Linked DNA regions of Mus musculus: region 1 is linked to region 2. The links are chromatin contacts, called in public HiCAR-type maps. All regions are on one chromosome and are shown on one strand. The core of a region is the stretch at or near the end of the contact, and the rest is flanking DNA. Distances in the headings are between cores, read along the strand shown.

What was found. HiCAR-type assays count read pairs that join an accessible place to other places.
Region 1: a contact with region 2 is called in a HiCAR-type map of kidney, with 4 times the contacts expected there. The contact joins two enhancer-like sites. A contact is called at or near these places in 1 of 484 Hi-C or Micro-C datasets (the AML12 cell line) and 1 of 115 datasets of contacts at active chromatin or transcription factors (kidney).

The regions. Positions count from the first base shown.
Region 1 is chr3:63,552,375-63,557,067 of GRCm38.p6, reverse strand. No RefSeq gene overlaps it. Among named protein-coding and RNA genes, the nearest start is that of Strit1, 71 kb to the right of the region's middle. Within about 2 kb of position 3,152, at least 7 of the 459 cell types and tissues checked have an H3K27ac peak or open chromatin away from gene starts, as enhancers often do. A contact at or near this core is called in kidney, where this site is marked.
Region 2 is chr3:63,346,568-63,351,156 of GRCm38.p6, reverse strand. Mme (membrane metallo endopeptidase) reads right to left here. Exons shown (of 23, transcript NM_001357335.1): 15 at 3,940-4,020; 16 at 2,436-2,539. Among named protein-coding and RNA genes, the nearest start is that of Mme, 54 kb to the right of the region's middle. Within about 2 kb of position 1,971, at least 11 of the 459 cell types and tissues checked have an H3K27ac peak or open chromatin away from gene starts, as enhancers often do. A contact at or near this core is called in kidney, where this site is marked.

The sequences.
Region 1 (4,693 bases), core at 1,903-4,402, 200 kb before region 2:
GCAAGCAAGCAAGCAAGCAAACTCTGGGTCAAGATCTTATACTCACACTACTCCATGACTCACAATATCCCATGACTCAGTTGAGGCTCTCCAAGAAGCACCAGAGTGCTGACTGTCTAATAACTGTGTGAGTCAGGACCAGGCCCCACTCCTGGCCCACCTTCAAGTCCAGTTTTTAAAACCTACCACCACTAATTTGGCTACCCTCTTGTCTGATGATGCAGGTGCTTGTCTATGACTGTCATGAGATAGAAGGTGAAACCAGGTATGAGGGCACTGCAATAATTGCTGCTCTTCGGGAAACAGTGAAAATGTAGGGAATCAGACTCTGAGTCACAAGAAGGGGACCTGGGGCTTCCATTAATCACTCCCAGCCAGAAACCAGTCAAGATTGCAGGTAATTCTTAGACACCCAGCCCTGTACTACATAGGGATCAGAACTAACCAGACCATCACTGCATTGACTGAGAGAACTCATTGTGACTGCGGGAAGCCCAAATTAATGTGAGAAGACCTATTAGGGGTGAAAACTTGTCAAATATCTAAAATCTTTAACCTAGGCACTTCCCCTTATTCTGATGCCTGCTACTCTGCCTTGTGGGTCAATCCTTCTGGATAACAGAAATATTACCACTCCTCTGAGACAACCTGGTGGGTATGTGCCAATGGTTTGACTAAATATGCCTCTCCTGATGCTTTCTAAACTCAATAGACAATTTAATCAGGACCTAGGGGTATTAAAGCAGCAGTTAGATTCCCTTAGAGAAAAGATCCTACAAAGTTGGAGAGAGGTTGTACTGGCTGGTTTGGTGTATCACCTTAACACAAGCTGGAGTAATCACAGAGAAAGGAGCCTCCCTTGAGGAAATGCCTCCATGAGACTCAGCTGTAAGGCATTTTCTCTATTAGTGATCAAGGGTTGGAGGACCCATTGTGGGTGGTACCATCTCTCAGCTGGCAATCCTGGGTTTTATAAGAAAGCAAGCTGAACAAGCCAGGGGAAGCAAGCCAGTAAGCAGCACCCTCCATGCCCTCTGCATCAGCTCCTGCCTCCAAGTTCCTGCCTGTGAGAGTTCTGGTCCTGACTTCCTTTGGTGATGAACAATAACGTGGAAGTGTAAGCTGATTAAACCCTTTCTTCCCCAACTTGTTTCTTGGTCATGGTGTTTAGTCCAGGAATAGAAACCCTGACTAAGACAGCAGCTTAGACTTATTTCTCTCCAGTTAAAGGAAACTATATCTGGCTTTGAGAAAACATATTGGTTTTCTTGTTTCTAATTGATTCAGAGTAATTAGAAAAATCTTGCCAGGGTTGGGGAAAAAAAAAAAAAAAACCAAACCCTCAAAAACAGAAAGAGAAAAAGATCACTGATAACAATTTCTGTTCTATCCTGGGCAACTACTCAGCTCTCAGCACTGACTGGACCTGTAATTCTCATTCTCATTGCGTTAACTGTAGGACCCTATATATTAAACTATATGGTTAATTATGTATTAGATCAGTAAAATTTTAGAGCAGGATGAGTCCGGGATTTGACTCATTCACTAAGACCTGTGAGAAATGTAACAGGGCACCAGACTTTAGCTGGTCCTGCTATGTTAGCACAAGTGAATCCATTGTGGATGTAAAACTCAGCACCGCCTGCCAAAGCTAAAATAAAGGGCCAATTCTTTAAAGCCCATGGTCACGGGGAAGCCTCTAAATGTACTAACCTTGCTTTTTGGCATCTGTAGTTCTGCTAACTGCTTTTGGTAATGGAAGAATATCAACCCAATGCATGGCTTTTGCACTTCAAAAGCTCACCCCGAGAAAGGCTTGGGGCAACACTGGGATCCTGAGCACACAATTGCCAGTTGGCTATTAAAGAAGTTCTGTTGGCTCAAACCTATGGCCCAGCACCCTTCTCTTGTGAGTACCCCAGGCACATGTATATTTGTTGTTTCAGCGTGTTGCAGCCTAATAATCAAGTATATAGCACCACGGCCAAGAAGACAAAGTGTGTCCTCAGCGTCAAACGAGTTCATCTCCAAGTTCTCTTCTTCATTTCAGATGTTTTTGTCACCCTTACAGGAACGTCTTGGTTTATAGGTATCGATATGCCATCTAGTGGCATATCTTGGAAATGCAAGTCTTTCCTTCTGTCGTTCCTTTTTTTTTTTTTTTTTTCTTTCCCCGGTTCCTTTTCCTTTTCCCCTCTCTCCCCTCCCCTCTTCTGCCCTTCCTCCCCTCTCCATTTTTATTTTGGATATAAATTTCTTCAGTTCTGGAACTTGCTATGTAGACCAGAGTGGCAGTGAACTCACGTAGATCTTGTTTCCGCCTCCAAAGTGCTGAGATTAAAGACTTGCTCTGCTGTGCCTGGCTTTTATTTTGAGCAGTTTCTTCGGACTCCTTGAAGAGTAGCAGACAGAAAAACATCATAATTAGATTTCCTTAAGTAAAACATTAATTTTTAAGTCAGGGGGTTTACATTTTTTATTATATTATTATTGTTTGTGTGAATGTGTGTGAATAGGTGTATGTGAATAGTATGTGTGTGTGTGCATGCATATGTGCATTTTGCGTGTGTGCTATGGAGTTTCTGGGGAGCTCAGAAGGCAATTTTGTGGAGTTGGTTTCTTCCCCCTTTCTTTTCACCTGTACATGGGTTCTGGTGGTCAAACTCAGGTTGTCAGGTTTGCTGGGCTTCGTGCTTCTGCTGGCCCTGGTTTTCTGGGTTTCTTGCATTTCATGTACCCCTTCGTTTGGTTACTCTGTGCACAGGAAGTCGCCTCCTCCAAGGAATCACTGAGCAACCATCGTGAGATGAAGTAGGATTCGTGAGTTTAAGGCTATATTACTGAGGTGTTTGAGAATCATTCTAGAAGGTTTTGAGTGAAATGAATTGCTGGTGGTGTGAGTTTTGGAGAAAAGAGAAACATGCAGAGGCAGGCACACCTAGCAGGGTCATGTCTCTTCCTCCCTGTGTCCCTGAGGTGCAGCGAGTGGTCTCTGCAGATAATATGGTCAGTTGTTGAGGACTGTGAATGAAACCCCCAAACAAAATGGCCCCTTCCTTCCTCGAGTTTTCTGTGCGGTATGGTTTGGAGAGACCTCACGATGGCAGCTCTGCCATTCAAGACAAGTTGATAGTGCATTCACCTATAATCCATACCCACAGGAAACGGATATAAACCTGCGTAGTCAGAAGGCAGAAGCATAGCACTTTTCTGAAGCTGACTCCAAAACAGCAAACACCGCGTACAGTCTTAGCGACAAGGTGCAGTTATTCTTAGTCGTGAAATTTTGATATGCTATTCCCTTTGTGTTGGTCAGCTACAAATATGCAAGACAAGTCATCTTCTGAGGAAGAAAGGTTTATTATGGTTCATACTTGGGAAGGTTTCTAAGCATAGTTGCCTGACCTATTTGGGGTTACTGTGGGAGGCAGCTAATGATTCTGAGAGCTTGGCAGGAAGAGGCTCAGGTCACAGGGTTCCCTTTAAAGAAACAGCTTCACTTTCTTTCAATAGGCACCACATTTGAGTCTAACCACTTTCCAATACTGCCAACAACTTCAGATCAAACAGAGGCTTTGGGGACACATCCCAGCCAAAACACCTAGACTTCCAATTCCCTCTTTCTTTTCAATTTTCAATGTCTGCCACATTTTTGTTGTTGTTGAATGATGCCAAGAACTGATCACTGATATGACTGTGAAAGGGACACAAAAGGGGAAAGAAAACTCTGCCAAGAAACTTCTCTGCCCTGGTGCTTGCTAAAATAGAAGCAAGAGGTGCAACTTTTGTCTCAATGGAGGTATCTGTTAACTGGTTGCCATTTTCAACAAGAGTTCTGGTTGCTATTGATGTGGTCTCGGCACTTCATCTGGGATTAATGAGCACTGCGTCACATTTAAAATCTAGGGGCAGAGGTTTGTTCTGACGGAGACTAAGCAGCACACAGGCAGGGAACTGATGGAATGCTGCAGCCCCATGCTAGTTTGGGTTACTGTTGGCTTGTTGTTATAACTGATCACACCAATGCTGTCACAGAGGGCTCAGTGTCAGGGCTATGCTACTAGTGAAAAGAGTATGTTGAATGCATAATGAACGTTAGGTGGTCTTTCCCGATGAGACTTGCAATAGTATTGATATGTGTGCAGGCTATACCCCTTGTGTGAGCAAGGTAAGAGATCCTGCAAAGCCTGTAATTCATGTCCTTAGGAAAGTAGCAGTCCCTAAGCTCAGTACCTAAATGGTCTCAAGTCCCATTTGATTGATGCTTGGTAATATTGCTACTAAGGCTGACCTATCTTGTTTCTGAAATGCCACTGTGTCTTCCTGAAGAGAACTTTGAGAAAATCTAAAAGATCCGAGGAACTTCTCTGAATTTATGTACAGTAGGGAGCAGTACTTTGTCATGGTAGCTGTTACATAGTGTATCCCCTCTGCACTGGAACGGTTTTTGATGGAGACAAGGGTTGAGGGGCAAACCCAGCACCTGATTCTGGAAGCCTCCATCTGCCCCTGCCAGGATTCTTCCTATGTGTCTGCTCTTCAAAATATCTGTTACTGAATGTGTGGTACCATTTGCCAGAGTCTGTTGGTCTCGATGTGTCTACAATGGTGTCTGTTTGTGAGTCAGAGGCCCCTGAAGTGATCCACAGCCTCTAGTGGTGCTGGGTTTAGAAGCAGGTTCAGAGGAGGCTAT
Region 2 (4,589 bases), core at 722-3,221:
TTTCAAAAAATAAAACAAACAAACAAACAAAAAAAAACAAACAAAAAGGATGCTATAAGTTCAGAAGCAATAAGGGAAAGGCTGGGGTCTGGTAATCTGAAAGCATTGCATACAGCTAGTTTTTTGGACTGAGGGGAAGTTTGGGTGACTATGAAGGAATTATGGAGAGCTACTGGAAGCTATGGGAACTTTGGACTTTTTCAAAAGTTTTTATTTCCTGATCTAAGCAACAGGAAACACAGGGAAGGTTTCTAATCAGAAAGAACATGACTCAGGCTGTATCCTTGAGACCTTGGGGGATAGCAGTATGAAGATGAAGTGGAAACACGGGAAAATTGGAAGTAAAAGTGTTTTTAAAATTAAATCACCAGGGACAATGTGATAAGGAAGCAAAGTGGAGACAATTAAACTGAAGCGTTTATACATTCCTATATAATATTTAACTAGCAGCGGATGAATGTAGTCCTTTGCTTTAGATCGAGATTTTTGTTAGCACTATGGATAAACCAGAACAGGCCAGAATAATCAAGATGAGGCCCTGGTTTCTGTCAGGGCGGGAACAAATTTGAAGCTTCTAGAAAATGGACAGATACAAGGAACAAGATTAATTTTTGTTTAAGAGGAAAATGTTGCTCTTGTGTGGTTAATGATATAGCTAAGCAGAAATGCTTGTAATCAGCTAGATATTAAGTGTGAAGCTCAGCAGATGGACTTGGGCCAGATTAAAATAGTCATATGTAATAAGGATGGTAGACTTCAAGAAGTACATGCACGTGCACACTGGGAGCACGTGGAATGGGAAAAGAAAGGATATTGGAGTTACTAGTTCGTTAATTGAATTTATTTACACTGGTTGGTAACTTGAAATTTTTATGCATCAGCATTTCTGTAAAGCACCCTGTAACATAAGTGAATAATAGTTTATAGTCTGAACCCTACCATTTCAATATGGGTGTGAATTTAGATCCCTCCTGCTAGTGTTTGGGAATAAGGATCTGAGTATGAAATGTGACTTCAGGGTACATGAATGAAGTGGACACTATACATTTGTCTTTCTGACATTGTCTGTCAGTGAGGACCTGAACCTGGGGACAAATGAAACAAGGACAGAGACAACAACGGTCACTCTTCTCCTATTAAACTAGTGCCATGTAAGTGAGAAGCTTTCATGGGGAGAAACTGTAATGAAATACCGGCAACTTTTTTTTATTACAATACACCTCTTACGATTCAGTCCTGACAATTTAATGGCATTATAGCCAGAGTGCTTATGGTGAATTTAAAACACAAAAATAAATTTCACAAAATTAAAGGCATCACTTTGGGAAAGATCTTCATCACCCTGCCTCTCTCTCTTTTCTTTTCTTTTCTTTTCTTTTCTTTTCTTTTCTTTTCTTTTCTTTTCTTTTCTTTTCTTTTCTCTCTCTCTCTCTCTCTCTCTCTCTCTCTTTTTCTCTTTTTCTCTCTTTCTTCTCTTCCCTTCCCTTCCTTTCTTTCTTAAAATAAATACAGAAAAAGAATGCTACAAAAAGAGACAAACTCAGAGGATTGTATTGGAGAGCAGTGCTTAGGAAGAACCCTAGTATCTGGGCTCCAGTCTCAGAGCAAATACCTCAAGATCTAGGAGCACTGAGCTGGGCATCAGTATATATATATATATATATATATATATATATATATATATATATATATATATATATATATATTATTGCCCACATAATTCCAGCAATTATCATCTACCTACCCTCTTGCTTGTCTCTTATTTTTCCAGTACTCACTGACAACTGGATGAGTCATTTACAGAAATGAATGAAGCATGCTGTTAGTCAATATTCAAACCAAGCTGGAATGTTTAGTTTTCCATTGCTTAGTAATTCAACAATTAATTTTAATTGTAAATGCACTTGGTGTTAGGTGCTGAAAATGACTCGAGTCCTACAGGGCTCAGGCCTTGGAAGAAGATCAAACTAAGCAGCTCTGTGGGTTTGAGTGCTCAGCACACTTGGTCATCAGTCTCCAGGTATTATCAATTGAGTTGAAGAGCAAAGGTCAACGCTAATAGAGTGAAGTGCTGATGAGACTTGTGTGCAGAGGTCAGTGGTATCCATAGGCTGTTGCTCAAGATCATTCCTGGAATCTCCTGGGTAGCTTCTCCAGGGTGTCACATGAAACAACCCACAGGATGCTTGACTAATACAAAAAGTAGGGACTAATAGCAGAAGAATATTCTGCAGACAGAGTAAGGCCAAAGCACAGGTTGAAGAGCTTAGTGGAGAAAGGCATTCACTGGAAGTTCCTGGCCATATTAATACTGTAAATTTCAATGTTCTCAGTACATCCTAAGGGAGGGGGCCTTTGCTGTGGTCGAGGAACCTGAACCAGCAGTGTGAAGGATTTGCTACAGATTGAACAATTAAAAAGCATACTATACGTACTCATCTTTGTCCACTTTTTCTCGGAGCTTCTTTAGCTGCTTGCTTTGGCTGAATTTCAAATTTTGAATTATGTTCTCAAAGTATTCATCTTCCCTGTAGTTCAACTACATTGGGTAAAAATGATTTGAGGAGAAATATTAGTTCCATCACCTTCATAATTTCTCTACAAAACAAGTTAATCCTGTTAAGAAGCAGCATTAAAATTTTCAGAGGATGCTTGTTTTATTAGCCTTGTTACACATTATAGTCCAGTCCTCTTCCTAGCTAAATCACAGTTTCAGTGTATGTTATAACCAATCAAATGAAGCCAAAGGTCAGGCCAACCTCACAATATTGATGTCGTTCTCCATATCATAAATGTGTATAACCGTACCCTCTTTATTCAGCACCCAGTGTTTGTAGTATTTAAATATATATTCTACTCATTTGATCTTCCTGACAATCTTGTAACCTAAAATCTGAGACCAGAATTTTAAAGTAAGTATGCGAATTAGAGACGCTGCTTCTGGTCATTTGCTAAAATTTAAAGAGTACTAGGGCTGGAATGTGGGTTCCGGACAGCTGTGAGTATGCTTCTGCTCTCAGGCAGTCCACTCTTGTAGAAAAAATCAAAAACAAAAACAAAAAAACAAGAATGCTTCTTTCTTCTGTAAATGGAAAAGGATGAATAAACACTTTTGGCACGTACACCTCCACATTCCACTAGTTCTTGGTGGATGAGCGTCATCATTGTCACGTCAAACCTAGGGGCATGTCACCTGTTGTGACTAGAGTGTCCATCATGTCATGGTGTTGGTCACAGGATAACAATGAGCATCTCAGCCAAGTCCAGTTGCAGGTATCAGTTGACTTTGACCAATGTCACCTCTTTTAACAATGACACTATCAGCGAGAATAAAAACTGTTTTGGTTCTCAATTATATTTGGATTTTAATAGAAAAAGCATAATGTGTGATACCCACAGAGAAAACAATTAGAAAGTAGAAGGCTTCTTGACTTTTGTAGCCTGTGTAAGCCATTGTAAAGGACTCTGGGCAGTCAGTCACTCATCACTTAGAGGGCTACTCCTGACACTCTAAAGTAGTGGTTCTCAACCTTCCTAATACTGAGACCCCTTAAAACAGGTTCTCATGTTCTGGTGACCCCAACCATAAAATCTTTGCATTGCTACTTCATAGCTATCATTTTGCTACTATTATGTATGATAATGTAAATACTTTTGGAGCAGAAGTTTGGTCAAAGGAGTGGTGACTCACAGGTTGAGAATCACTGCTCTAAAGGATTAAATGTTTTTGTCACCAATATTAAAATGAAATATTGACACCGAAGAGAACCTCGTACAATGACAAGAAAGGTTAAATTAGGCATAGCTTGGGTATCAGTGTTGAAGGTATTAGGCATTAGTGGGAGCTATGGTTTTAGGGTATTTTATACAGTGTCTGTCTGTCCTTTCCAGGCTGTGGTGACCTTGCCACCAGTTCCAAATATCACGGTGGAGACTTACCTCAAGATACTCATTATTCAGTTTGTTCTCATTGGAAATGATGTCATCAGGATAGCCAATCCTTTCTTTAATTGCCAAGGCCTGCAAAAATTACAACATTGAATACAGAGATACAATTATCTCCATAACCGCAGTCTTCAAATGCAAACATCATATGTCCCCAACCAGCAATTAAATAGCCTGATGTGCTATTTACAAATGGAGCACCTGACAGCCTCAACCAGTGTTCTCTGCAATGGCTCTTTGCTTTAGCTAAAACAAAAATAAACAATAAAAGTAGGCTTGAAATTTATCTCCTAACCCTGTCCATCCTTCCAGGCTGCAGCTTTCCCATTTGCTCCATTGCTCCATGTGTAATATTATTTCATGATTTTTTTTTCTCTCCAGACTTTTCAATTTTATAAAACGGGTAACATTTAGTGCTCCCAATCTTGGAGGATATAATTATCTTTCCACTTCACTGATTCAGCTGAGAAAACAGATAAGGGCTCTTTGAGCTTCATGGTAATACACTGCTGAATATTGGTTCCTTCAGTTTTTATATTCCTTGTGTTCCCCAAAGTCACTGCAGCTCCTCTCAGGTTAAATGAATGACATGAATTGTACGAGGGGGAAGTAGGTTTCTTTGTGATCAACCTCGCATTTGTCCA